2 separate regions of the Capra hircus genome follow, and region 1 is linked to region 2. Evidence: chromatin contacts called from public Hi-C data. All regions are on one chromosome and are shown on one strand. Each heading gives the region's core, a stretch centred on a gene start, on an enhancer-like site or on the middle of the called end of the contact. The rest is flanking DNA. Distances are from core to core; before and after follow the strand shown.

Region 1 (7,097 bases), core at 2,281-4,780, 59 kb after region 2:
AATGATACATTAGGCTTTTCTCCCCATATCATCTCTTTCGGGAAAACATTTGATCATGATAAAACACACACAGTATTAAACCTAAATATTACTGTGGATTCCCCAAAACAAAGAGGTTTCCAATGAAAATGAAATAGTTATCCTGAGTATTCAACCTGGAAAACAGAGTTGCCATCAAAGGTAGGCAAAAAACTATATTCCCAAGAGGCCCATGCAGGTGCTACTATTCGGCTCAGACAGGAGGAAACCTTTATGTGGCTCACTGGTTTTTATATTCAGGAATATGGTTTACCATCAAACTTTCTCAAGGATCACTCTCATACACATTTTCTCCTGTGATTTTAGAAGTTGTATCACTGTGGAGAGCCACGTGGGCATGCAAGTTACAGAAACAAAACAGACAAATGCACATTACAGTCTAATTTCACGATCAGCAGTCTTGAACGTGAGCTTCAGGAAACACTCTCCTCCACCGTATAAATACTTGAGACCTCCTATGAGGATAATTCATGCAGGTAATAAGTATCAGAATAAAGAAGCAAGGCCATTTCTAGTAAGACTTAACGTCTCAGTGTGTTTTTGTGGACACTTCTCCGGGACCTTGTTTAGTCCCCTCTAAAACCCAAACATCAGCTCAATAAAAGAGATCGCATATCCTAAAGTACCCTGAAGAAGGTGCCCTGCCTCGCATTCCACAGATCTCTTTGGTACTGAGAGAAGTGACACCCAGACGTGGCACAATGAGGACCACAGGGCAGCAGTGATGTGATAGCAACGATGCACCACAAACCAACATTAGGCACAAGATCCAGGTCCAGGAAGGAGGAGGAAACTCACTGAATAAAGCACCTTCTGGATTAACAAGACAGGCTTGGGTGCTTAGAAACACCGACGTAGCTGCATTTTAGGTCCAGTAGCCTAGAGTCTCGGCTTGTCGACGTCTGGCTAAGACACACACTGAAGGGGAACCACAATATTGCCTCCACTGCACTAGTTACTTCATCAGTCAAAAAGAAACAGCATCAAAAAAATATCCCCTGCCCAGGCACTGTATAATATTTTAAAATGATGACTTACGAGTAAAAAACACCTTCTGGGGGATGGGATGGCAAGGAGAATTTACATTATTATCTAATGTGATCTGCCAGGTCTCATCACACATGTGAGTGTGTCAGCTGTCCCCATTTCACAGGTCAGGAAACAGAGTCTCAAAGACTCTGAGGACACAGCTACCAAGGGACGGGAAAGCACTCAGGTTTGTCTGATTTTACAGCTCTACATTCTGCACGGAACATCACTGCAGCCTAGTTTAACTGTAAACTCTGCATTTAGAACTTCAAAATAATAATTCCTGGATTCTCTGCTGGTGCAGTGGATAAGAGTCCACCTGCCGATGCAGGGAACACGGGTTCAATCCTGGTCTGAGAAGATCCCACGTGCCACAGAGCAGCTAAGCCCGTGTACCACCACTACTGAGCCAGTGCTCCGCAACAAGAGAAGCCACTGCAACGAGACGCTCGAGCACAGCAACGAAGACCCAGCACAGCCAAAAGTTAACTAAAGGAAAAAAAAGATTAAAAAAAAATAACAATTCCCACTATGTTTGGGGATCGAAATTTTTACGGGTAGGTGATTCTGGGAGTGAAATTCTGACCTTTTCCCTAAAGAGCTGTTACACTCAAGCATAACTTTTTGATAAAGGGTCTGAACTCTTTTACCAAGAACTCTGGGAATTTTGGATTCTCAATACAAGTTGGAAATATTTACATGAACTGAAACTATAGTCCCAGTTAAAGGCTACAGTTATTTTTGGTTCTTTAGCCAAAGTTTTTCAATAACTGAAACACTAGAATCCAGTGACAGAACAGTAAATGAAAAGAGGTGGCAGAGAAAACCAGATACACAGTGATGATATGGAATGATTGGTTTCCATGTCATACACTTTGGTCATTCTCTTTACCCTCTTTTTTGTGAACGGATGCCAGGCACCAATTATCCAATCCAAGATGAAATGTTCAAGTTCAAAACCTGACTCCTGTTGAGAAAGTGGATTTTTTTCCTCAACCAGAAGGAAAACTTAACTTCCATGACTTTTGCCGAGTGTGTACAAAAACAAAAAAAAGAACTTTAATTTGAAAAAAAATGGCCTCCTACTTCTTCAGCTATTTCCAAATTCTTGTTACCTACCCCAAGAGCACAGACTAGTATTTACCTAAAATACATAACCTCCAAAGAGTTCACGCTATGGCACTCAGGGACACACACGTCCATTCTTCACCTGAACACCTAGTACCTGATACACCATATTAAAGAGTACAAAGTAGAGGTCATTAAATAGAACCTGCTCCAGTGTGCCATGCCCACATCCTGAACAATACATTAAAAAAAAAAAAAAACACCTAAATTAGGTTCTTCTAACCAGAAGGGGGAAAAAAAAAGCCGAGTTTGTCCACAAAATGTCCTCCCAGCCAAGGTGTCCGAGTCCACAGCCTGACAGAAGGCCTGAAATCGTTAAATAAATGTAAACCAGGCTCTTCTCTACAGAGAAAAAAGAAAAAAAAAAAAAAAGATGAAAAGACGTTTCGGACAGCCCCGCGGTGTTCTCCCACGAGGAGACAGTCTGTCGTTTAAAGTTTAGGAGCAGCCTCACCGCTGTCCCATATGGGGTTTTTAAAAACGAGTCCCATTCCCACCGCTTAACCTGCTTTAAGGAAGTCTTGCTGCCCCCAAAGGAAGCCCGCTGCCTCCAATACCAAGAAACCTGCAAGGCAGGTAAGCAGAATCAAACTCTTGGGGAAAGAATGCTTAGCCACTTTCAGTGGCATTTGTTTTCCAAAGTTTTCGCATTTTGGAAAGTTCAAGTGAGGATTATAAACGCAAGACATTCCCTTCCCCTTGGCCACAGGGCCCTTCCTGCCCTCCCTCCGCGGCCACCGCCAGGCCAAGCCGGCTCCCACCTGTGGAAAGGGTCCGACAGGTGGGACGGCCTCCCAAGGGCCCCGGGCCTTCTGGACACCCTGAGGTGCCGCCAGGGCGACACAAAGTTGCGTCGGAGAGCACGCGGCCCGGGAGGCGCTGCTCGTGACAGCCGCGCCGGCCAGCGAGGCCCATGGGTGGCGGACGCCTTGGCGGGGCCGGCCGTGGCCGCCACTCGAGCCGGTCAGGAGGCCGCCTCTCCACGCCCAGCGTCGCCTCCGCCCCGGCGGGCGCACGGAGCCTGGGGCCGCCGCCGCCGCAAGCCGCCGCGTTCCCGGCTCGGACCCCAGCCCGTGCCGCGCTGTCCCCCACCCCAAGCTTCCCGGTCACTCACCCCGGGGCCGGGTAACAGCAATGCCAGCAGCAGCAATCGAACAAGCATGGCGAGGACTCGGCCTGGCTCCTGGCCGGCCGGCCGGCTCCAGGGGGGCGGTGCGGGCAGGCGGGCAGAGGACGGGGCGGGGGCGTCGCGACGACAGAGCGGCGGCGGCCGGGACTCAGGGGACGCAGCGCTGACTAGGCGGTGGCAGCACCCCCATTCCCGGCCCTATAAGTGCCGGGCGCCGGCGCTTCTTCCGGTCGGGGCGGGGCCGGAGGCGGGGCCGACCTAGAGGCGGGCCTGGGATTGGGCGGGGCCCTGGTTCGGGGCGGGGATTGGGCTGGTCTGGGCGGGGTTGTCGCGGGGGGCGGGGTTATAGGCGGTGCCAAAGGCCTCCAGCTGGCCCTGGGTCCCTTGGCCGCGGCGGCGGGAGAAGAGGAGCAGGCCTCTGTGTTGGGCATCTAGGGGAGCTGAGTGAACGAGGCAAAGAACTTGTCTGAGGCAAGTGGAGGCCGGTAACCCGGCCAAGTGGGCCCATTCCCTGCCCCAGGCGGTCCCACTGACCTCCGTCTAGGGACCCTCTGCGTCAGGCTGGATCAGGAAAGGCCAGGAGACAGGCGGTGCCTTGAGTCTAGAGCCCCGCCGTAGTGGGATCGTCGGTGGTCTCCTGAGCGAAGGCAGGCAGCTGGCAGGGGATTCCTGCAAACCCGACGTTTCTGCTCTGCGCGTGGCTATTGCTGAGTTCGCATCCCTGGTGCCCTCCACTTGCGCCTCAGTTAACCCAAAGGTCCTTTTCTTCCCTTTCTTTGCCCTCAGGAATTCCCCTTCAAATCATATCCAACAGCCACCAATTCCCTTTGGTATAACCATGGCCAAGTCATTGGCCAAAAATTACAAACAAAGAAACCATTTTTGGCTGCTGGTGTCATGTGTGTTTATGTGGCATTTGTAGATGTGACCTTGTGAAGCTTGACATGTGTCAAGCTTGGAGAAAGTGGGTTTGTTGAGGACTAGTACAAGGTCCATTTGAAGGCTATGGGCTCTTAGCCTCATTTAAAGAGCCTGGAAGCTGTTTGGTCACTGGGTCCCATGCTGCCCTCCACTTATATAGGTGAAAACTGGGAGAGAGGACATTGTAACAAGAGAGAGGTTGGAAACATATTTCTATATTCTAGGAGAAGAAGAAAACAAGGATAGTGACTTCTCTAATTTTTCTTGACTTGTTCATATGACAGTCCAAGATTTTTCAGGGTTTAGGGGAAACAAGTAAGCAATGCTAGGGAAAATAAAGAAGTAGTTGGGATTGTGTTCAATATCTTGTAATAACCTATAATGGAAAAGAATCTGAAGTACACACACACACATATGAATCACTTTGCTGTATACCTAAAACTAACACAACACTGTAAATCAACTGTACTTAAATTATTGTTGTTTAGTCACCCAGTCATGTCCAGCTCTTTGTGACCCATGGACTGCAGCACACCAGGCTTCCCTGGCCTTCACTATCTCCCAGAGTGTACTTCAGTTTAAAAAAAAAAAAAGTAGTGGAGGACTGACCAGATGTCTGGTCTGGATATATATGAGCCAATCGTATCTCATTTCAGCAAACAGAAATGCTCATAGCGGGACTTCCTTGGTGGTCCAGGGGCTAAGACCCTATGCTCCCGATGCATGGGGCTTGGGTTCGATCCTTGGTCAGGGAACCAGATCCCACGTTCTGCAACTAAGAATTTGCATGTAGCAACTAAAGATCCCGCATGCTACAACAAAGATCGAAGATCAAAGATCTGCAACCAAGACCTGGCGCAGCCAAATAAATAAATATTGGGGGGGAAAAAAAAAGGAAATGCTCTCAGTAAACTAAAATCCCATCAACAAAATTCCCCAACAATATTCCCCATTCCTCTTCACTTTCTGCCATAAGGGCGTGCTGTGATTCATGGGGTCACAAAGAGTCAGAAACGACTGAGCTGCTGAACTGAACTGATTCCCCATCCCCAACCTGATATGCCTGTCACAGTCGAGGGACTAAACGCTACTCATGTGGGAGAATCCAACACATCAGTTTAACGGAGGACCAATCTTGGTAACTAGACACATTTTAGTGTGTCTGTTACTAGACACACTAGAACACAGAGTAGACACATTTTTGAAAAGTGTTATCTGCATGTCAAAATGCAGATGGGGAGGTTTGGGATTGGGAAGAGATGTGCAGTAACAGAAGCTCCATCATTCCTGGAGACAGGGTGTCCAAGTGGCCAGGGAGGAGCCCACAGGAAGTGGGAGGAGCCCATGGAAAGTGGGAGGAGCTCTAATGATTATCTGTCCAGCTTGCAAGAGGACCACAGGATGTGTAAGACCACACCTGGCTTACCACCCTGGGCTTCCGATGTAAGACCACAGGGTTGAGTTAAAAGAGAAGCTTGACTGGATAATGCTGCTTTCACATCCCTTCTCTGGTGCTTTTTTCCTCTAATAGAGTAAATCCAGGAGGGGAACTTTCTGTGCTGGAACTCTGGAAGCCCTTTGACAATTGAAAATGTCACTGTGACCCTGTAAGCACAGTAGATAAAACACAAAGGGGAATGCTTACCTCAATCTGACTCATAAATCAATTTTAAAGATTTAATAAAGAAAAAAATCCATTCCAAGGAGACGGGTCCAGGTAGGTATATTTATCTTGTACTTGTTTGAACCAAATCTCCAGGCCATAATTGCACTGTTTTAGGTAATCCGAATTTCTTATGCACCAGTTTGATTTTTCGTATGCTTAATCAGTCCATCTGTCTTGTGCATGTCTCCACTTGATTGGCAACTCATACTGATAAGTTCTGGTTTTATTTATGGCAGCATTGCCCACAGTCTTGTTCAACAGTCAAGTATTGTTTCAGAGAGTTTTTTGCTTGTGATAAAGCAAAAGCTGGCATCGCTGATAAATAGACAGAGATGGAAATACTTCTATAGGGTGCCTTTGAAGTGGACCTGACCATAGAAAAGACCAGAAAATGGTCAGTAAATGACCTTTCTGGAAGTTGTATTAAATAGCATCCTCTACCCAAAGCAAAGGTCATGTTTTCAGGGTAAAAATAAGCCCTCTTTTTCCACCAAGGTTAAAATGTATGTTCAACATGTGACTTCCCTGGTGGTCCAGTGGTTAAAGAAGCCGCCTTGCAGTACAGGGAACATGGGTTCAATCCCTGATCTGGGAACTAAGATCCCACATGTTGCAGAGCAACTAAGCCGGTGTGCTACAACTAGTCAGTCCACATGCTGCAAGGCTCATGATGCACTGAAGATCCTACATGCCACAGTGAAGGCCTTTTTCAGCCAAATAAGTTAATAAATATATTTTCAACAAAAATTGGAGCAAGCAGGACCTGAATTTATCAGCAGGGGAGAGCTAGTGGTGGGAGAAACTGAGTTAAAATCTTCACTTCTCTCTAAATCAGCGGTTCCCAAACTTGGAGAGGTTTTCAAAAATAGATTTCCAACACCTTTTTATGCCTTCTTCCCCGCACTGATTCAGAATCTTCTGGGGTGGAGCCCTATGGGGTGGAGAGTGTGTGTTTTCCAGTTTCTACAGTTGAGAAGGGCAGCCAAGATCCTGGAATCCAGCTCACTCCTAATGTCCGGTGTTAATCCCTCTGGCCAGTAATTCCTTTTATTTATTTTAGCAAATTTCGCCCTCTAGTGGAAGAAATTACCACCCAGCCTGCAAAAGTTTGTGCTGAAACAAAGTTTCCATTCTATTTGAAACCCTCCAAAATTTCATTTAAACATGATTGTGAGGTTAGTTTGC
Region 2 (6,684 bases), core at 1,805-4,304:
CCACCGCCTCTCCCACAGGCCCCCTCCCACTGTCGGCCCTCAGCACTTTGCTGTGGATTCTCCTGTACCCCTGCCCCTCCTGAGTGGACTGCAGGCCCTAAAGGCAGGACAAATGCCTTATTGCCCAGCCTCTGACTCGGGGCCCGGTGACCAACTGTCCACGTCCCCACTCACCTTCTCAAAGCTCTTCTTCTCCGAGTCGGCAGGAATCACGTTCTCCCGGTGTTTGGGCAGGTTGTTGGGGAAGCGCTCCAGCATTTTGGTGGACGCCGACAGTGGGGTTTCGTGGTGTCCTGCAAGAGGAAGCATGGCCTCTAATGAGAATGGTTTCCCCACGTGGTGGTCGCACTTGACACTCAACTGAGACATCAGTTGCCACCCAGAGAGGGGCCTGTGATGCAAGTGCTCACGTGTGTAAAGGCAGAGAAGGTGAGAGCTAGGGACTGGAGGAACTCCACCAAGACAGAGCTTTTACCTTCGAAGGCCATGAATGCAGTATTCTGAATCTCACAATAAGGAGCAAAGATGTGGCCCTGTCATGAGAAGGACTGCGATGTCCAGGACACACTCAGAGCAAGGCACAAGTGTGTGCACGCGCGCGAGTGTGTGCTCAGTTATGTCCAACTCTTTATAATCCCATGGACTACAGCCCGCCAGGTTCCTCTGTCCATGGGATTCTCCAGGCAAGAATACCTGGATTCTTGGATTGCCATTCCCTTCTCCAGGGGATCTTCCTGACTCAAGGATTGAACTCGGGTCTCCTGCATTGCAGGTGGGTTCTTTACCATCTGAGCCCCAGGGAAACCCCCAAGGACTAGTCTGAGCTATGTATACTTCTCATTTGGAGAAATCCCCTTGAACTCTCCCTCTAGGTCAGTTCTCTATCTACACCGTCAACACTGCTTATTAAGGGAAGCCTAGGTTTGTTTTGAGACATCAAGTTCCCCTCATCTTTCAAGGAACACCGAGATGCAGGATTTCCTGAACGGGCTGCCTGCTTCAGACCTCTGACTCACACTTGCCAGTGGGGCCCAGGGATCTGACCCGGGAGTGTCTCCAGGTACCTCTGAGGCTCGGGAACAGGAGACCCTCAAGCTAAGAGGAGTGAGGCTGCCCCTCCACACATGCCACCCTGTGCTATGGCGCTCTGCCTGCTGCTCTCCTGGTTCCAAGCCCTGCCCCTTGGCCGGGCACCTCCCAACACACTGGTGAGCCCAAATCCCCTCTTCTGCCCACAGGCCTTATAAACAGGCCTTCCCCTAGCGGAGCCTTTAGCAGCATCATGGAGGGCACTCTGAACCCGTTGTGCTACAACCGTGACTGTGAGATCCTGAAACACTTCTGCGCAAACAAGACCTGGTCTTCTGTTTTTCCAAAAGAGCCATGAAGCCTTTTTTTCTGGATCTTTCATGGTCTCATATACATATTTCCTCAGTTTCCAGTCGCTTTTCTTAATTTCACCTCTGGCTGGGCTGGGTCTTTGCTGCTACACTTGGGCTTTCTCTAGCTGTGGGACCAGAGGCAGTGTGTGGGCTTCTCCCGGGATGGGTTCTCCTGCTGCAGAGTACAGGCCCTAAGCGCAGGGCCCTAGCAGCTGTGGCTCGTGGGTTTAGCGGCCCCGACGTACGTGGGGTCTTTCTGGGGCAGGGGTCAAACCCGTGTCCCCTGCATTAGCAGGCAGATTCTCAACCACTGGACCCACAGGGAAGCCCAGTTTCCAATAATTTTTTCATTCTTAACCACTGGTAGACAGTCAATGCAACCCGTAACTGCTACATAAAACCAAGTGGCCCTGTGATTTTAACGGCCTCTGCCCATCAGTTCTTTTTTTCCTCTGCTTTGGGCCCATTCACAACATGCTTTCCAAACTACATCTGTTCAGGAAAAAGGGTAGAATTATTTTGTTATCTCCTATGCTCATTATTTGGTAAAAATAATAACCAGAAGAAGAATGGAACAAGGAGTCAGGATGAACAAAGAACAGCAAGGCCTGGACGACGGCAAAGGGACCCATGGGGGCTCTAGGACATCTCGCTCCCTCTCTGTGATGCCCAGTTACGCCCCTTTGGTGTGTAAAGGGAGAGATGACACCCGAAGGCAGCGAGTGTGACCAAAGAAGGCAGAGGTGACAGAAGCTGCGTCTCTGGCGGGCGTCCCAAGTAACTAGCGTAACCCCCACCCAGATGCCACTGCCTGGCTGCCTCTCGGGTGTGCAGGCTCCTCGGCGGCTCCACCTCCCGTTCCCGGCACCCCAGGCCTAACCTCTCTCTGCTCTGGCCCCAGCCCGCACGAGCGCTAGGGGAGAACGGTGGGGAGAAAGCTCATCAGCCTCTGTACTGCACTCCCTCTAGGGCTTGGAGATGGCAGGATCGGGGAGTAGATGCCACACAGGAAGGGCAAATCCGATTAAGAAAACTCCGTCTTGCTCTAGTTACTTGGGATGCTCGCCAACAGCTCCTGTCACCTCTGCCGTCCTCACAGGGGCCTCCAGCCTGGGGACCAGCAGGGATGGCAGCAGAAATAGAAGAGAAGGGGAAAGGGGCCATCCCACACCCCCGGGACTTCTGCCTGCTGCGGCTCCTGGACCTCAGTCCAGCCTCTGACTCTCTTCCAGCCTCAGTCCCTCCTGGGTCTTCAACTCACTCATTCCTCTCCCACTCCCCCCTGGTCGCCCACACCAACTCCCAAGTGAATTCTTCCACAAAGGATGCCTGCTTCCTTGACTCTTAACTGGATATAACAAGGGTGCTGACCTTGCAAAGGGGTCATTTGTGGGAAATAAGGAAATACTCGAAAGTGCCTGGCACAGACATCCAACATGCGTCAGATCACTGCACAGAGCTTGTAATATTTAGTACTGGGATTTTGGAACATTAGTCAAATGATTTCTGAGAACTGACTTGGTAATACAGCTAGACTGTTTTGTTTTCCTTGGGGTTAAAATAGTCCACGGTCTGAAAAACCAACGTGGACAGGCTCGGAGCACAGAGCTGAGGGCTGTGACTGGTAATGTTGTCTCTTGGCCACAAGGAGGCAGCAGGTCATCGTCGGCGCCCCGAGGAGCTGACTTACCAATGAGCAGCCAGTAGTTCCGCAGGTAGTTGAGCTTGCTCTTTCCTTTGAGCCTGGGGTCGAACTTCAGGTCCGTGCTGGGCGTGATCACACACTCCCCTTTGTCCCCGATGGTGACACCGTCGGTCTGGGGGCCTTCCAGCAAAGGAAGGGTGCTGCCCCGGGGCTGTGAAGACAGACCGGAGTGGGGCTAGGGGTGGCCGGTAGGACAGCAGTATTCCCGTGCAAGGCTGGTTGGGAAGGCAGTTCAGTTCAGCCGCTCAGTTGTATCCAACTCTTTCTGACCCCATGGACTGCAGCACGCCAGGCTTCCCTGTCCATCACCAACTCTGGGAAGGCGGAGCAGGACTCAAAGGCCCCAAGATGGGGCAGGAGCAGCCCTTCCCCCAGGGTGTGACAACGCTGCCCTGATGTCTTTTAAAATTTGGCTGTCTTTCTATTTATTTATTTACTTATTTATGCCACACTGTGCGGCATGTGGGATCTTAGTTCCTGGGCCAGGGATCGAACCTGTTCCCCTGCAGGGGAAGTATGGAGTCGTAACCACTGGGACTCCAGGGAAGTTCCTTGGACGTCTTTTGAAATGCGGACATCTCTCTAAATCTGGGAACAGGGAAACAGGAAGGGTGTGTGTGGAATTCCACGAGGGTACTGTGAGAAGCAGATATAACTGATGGAATTCACACATGGTACAAGTGACCGGGGTGCGAATGTTCCAGCTGCGAGCCCAGTGCTGGCTCGGGCACCACTGGACCCTGGCAGGCCCTGCCCTGAGCAGCTGACAGACTCGCTGGGAAGACAGGAGACACCAACCAAACAGCTCAAACACCGTAAGGACCAAAACAGCAGCCCGGACGGTGATGCCTCAGACTCTCAGAGACAGGGCGCTTGAGGCGACCTGGCAAGGCTGGAGGAGGCTGGACCAGTCACCAAAGGACGCCCAGGATTTAAGGAGGAAAAGGGAAGACAGGAGTACAATCCAAGTGTGAGGCGCAGCCCGAAGAAGGGCTGAGAAAGATGGACTGGAAACTCTCGGAACTCAGGGAGGAGAGGGGCAGTGCAGCCCCCACCGTGACACCAGCTGTGGGGTGGACGGGCACTGCGGGGTGGGCCTGCGGGGGGCCTGAACCCCAGCTGGGGAGTCTAGACTGGAATCCAAACGCCAAGGGGAGCAACCGGGGCTTCCCAGGCCCAGGCGGCTGCCTCAGTCACAAGACTCTGCTCATGAGGCAGAACGCGGCACGTGCACAAATTATCTCTGAGGATTTAGGATGCGTGTCTTGTGTCCTTAACAGGATGTTGGCGTATCATTCAGCTGTTCTTTGCTGAAATGGAACAGGAGTGCGTTGAGGTTGCCTCCGTGAGCCCCACCCCCCAGCCCCCAGAGTGGACTTACCACAACGGCGACGCCCTCGTGTACCATCGAGGGGGAGGCATAGAGGCTGGTGGAGTATTTCCCCACATACAGGGTGGGCCTAGGAGACAAACAGACACGTGCAGGCCACTGTCATTTGATCTCTGGACCCACCAAAGGGGGCTTTCAGGAGAGAGTCACAGCCCTGACTACCACCCCCAGGAAGAGGCACACGAAGCCCCAAGCTCTGAGCGTGGAGAGGGTGGGAGGCAAGGGAACTGCCCTGGGCCCGAGGAGAGCGGGACCACGAGCCCTGATGTCACTGATGCCTTTGCCGGGCCACCTGCCTGCAGCCCGGGTTTCCTCAATTGCAGGTGGCGGGCCTGCACCGGCCCATCCCTGCTTCTGCCCTCAGAAGGGACCCTGAGCAATGATCACCCGGGAGAGACTGAGGCTGGAAGGCATGCAGCCACCCCACAGCCTCTAAGTCGGCCCAGCCAGCATACTTTGATGACTGACAGGCCACCAGAATCCCCACCATGATGGCTTGTGGACGCCTAAAGATTCTAGAGGTTCTACAGAAGCCTGGAGAAAAGTCTTATCTGAATGCTTGAAGCAAAGGGGCTGCACAGGAAATTCCAACTGGGTGAGGCTTCTGGTGGGTGGCCTGTCCCTGTCGGGGGCACTGAGGAGGCGAGGGGACCTGGCTTTTGTCTGCGGTCGTCACGAGTGTGAAAACACGAGGCTGCACGTCCAGACCCTGCTAACTCGGGTTACTATCAACAGCCAGTCTTGGGGGTGGGTCACCCACTAAATTCTCTAAACCTCTCTCAACAAACATCTTATCTGAACAGTGCTATGAACTCAGAGAACATTTCATGCTCACTTGATCATCTCCACGGCTCAGGAAAATGGGAAACAGAGGCTCAGCAAGGCTAAGTGACGGGGTTACAGGCTGTTCACAGGCGGGGGTGGAGAAACAGGCCTGAGTCTTAGACACACACATACCCTAACACTTTTTTTCCTGATTTTTAAAGCAAATACAACTGACAAAAAATTTTTGGAAAATGCAGAAAGCTAAAAACTAACTAGCCTTCCCCGTGCTCCCACCACCAGAGAGAGGTTTGATGGCGCTGCAGCTGCACTGGCAGTGTCTTTCCTGTGTCCTTCCATAATTTTGACTTCCCCAGTGGCTCAGCGGGTGAAAAATCTGCTTGCAGTGCAGGAGATACAGGAGATGTGGGTTCGATCCCTGGGTTGGGAAGACCCCCGGAGAAGGAAATGGCAACCCGCTCCAGTATTCCTGCCCGGGAAATCCCATGGACAGAGGAAGCTGGTGGGCTACAGGCCATGGGGTCACAAAGAGTTGGATGGGACTGAGTGACTAAGCACCCTAGCACCCATAGTTTCAATTTATTTAATGCTCAGGAATCTGAAGCATCCAGGGGTGCCCACTTCTTCTGAGGTTTCTGAACGAGCTGTTCTTGGCTGTTTATATTTCTCATGGCTTCAGGGATGTCTGCCCCAAACCCTGGCGCCCAGTGCCTGGTACAGCACACTGCTGCAGGCCCAGAACGCCGGGGACGTGGCCCCTGCCGTTCCGCCCCAAGTCCTGGACTCACGTCAGCTTGCTCTTGGCCTCCGTCTCCTTGGGGAAGGGATACTTCCACTTGGTAATGCGCCCCACCTCCCCCGACATGAAGGTCAGGTAGCGCAGGGTCTCCACGGCGACGTTGATGTGCATCACCTTCCGCAGACCCTCGCGCTGCCAGATGTAAAAGGCCACCACGGGGGAAGCGTAGTTTTGGATCCATAGGACGTCCCCAGACTCGCTGTCCACCGTCACCACCAGCCCATCGCCATTGGACACAAAGTGGGACATCTCTGTACGGATCAGATAAACACGGCATGTCAAGTCTCACCTCAGCTTGCAGCCACATCCTCCGTGCTCTTGCCAAGCTGCAGTCACCTGACCAGAGGAAACAGGCCTTCTGGAGTGTTCTCAGAATGCCTCCCAACAACTCTGCTGGCTTTCAGTGAATCTGCTCAGGCTCTACGACAGCGAGAGCTGCCTGGTTTATAAACTGGAGACAGGGTCACCCTCTCACTTGGCGGTGTTCTTTTTTCACTTGGTAATTCAAGTCAATTAGTGGGTTTCGCTGGTGGCTCAGATGGTAAAGAATCTCCTGGGTCGGAAAAATCCACTGGAGAAGGGAATGGCAACCCACTCCAGTATCCTTGCCTGGAGAATTCCACGG

What was found. A called contact is a pair of places that touch in the nucleus more often than the background predicts.
Region 1: a Hi-C map of blood shows a contact between it and region 2, with 4 times the contacts expected there. The contact joins the promoter of ERN1 here to the enhancer-like site in region 2. A contact is called at or near these places in 4 of 5 Hi-C or Micro-C datasets (blood and liver).

What each region holds. Positions count from the first base shown.
Region 1 is chr19:47,961,453-47,968,549 of ARS1.2, forward strand. ERN1 (serine/threonine-protein kinase/endoribonuclease IRE1) reads right to left here and starts at 3,531. Exons shown (of 22, transcript XM_018065355.1): 1 at 3,311-3,531. The coding sequence starts at 3,358.
Region 2 is chr19:47,902,912-47,909,595 of ARS1.2, forward strand. ERN1 (serine/threonine-protein kinase/endoribonuclease IRE1) reads right to left here. Exons shown (of 22, transcript XM_018065355.1): 8 at 6,049-6,310; 9 at 4,469-4,547; 10 at 3,073-3,238; 11 at 175-293. Among named protein-coding and RNA genes, the nearest start is that of TRNAG-UCC, 47 kb to the right of the region's middle. Within about 2 kb of position 3,055, at least 2 of the 5 cell types and tissues checked have an H3K27ac peak or open chromatin away from gene starts, as enhancers often do.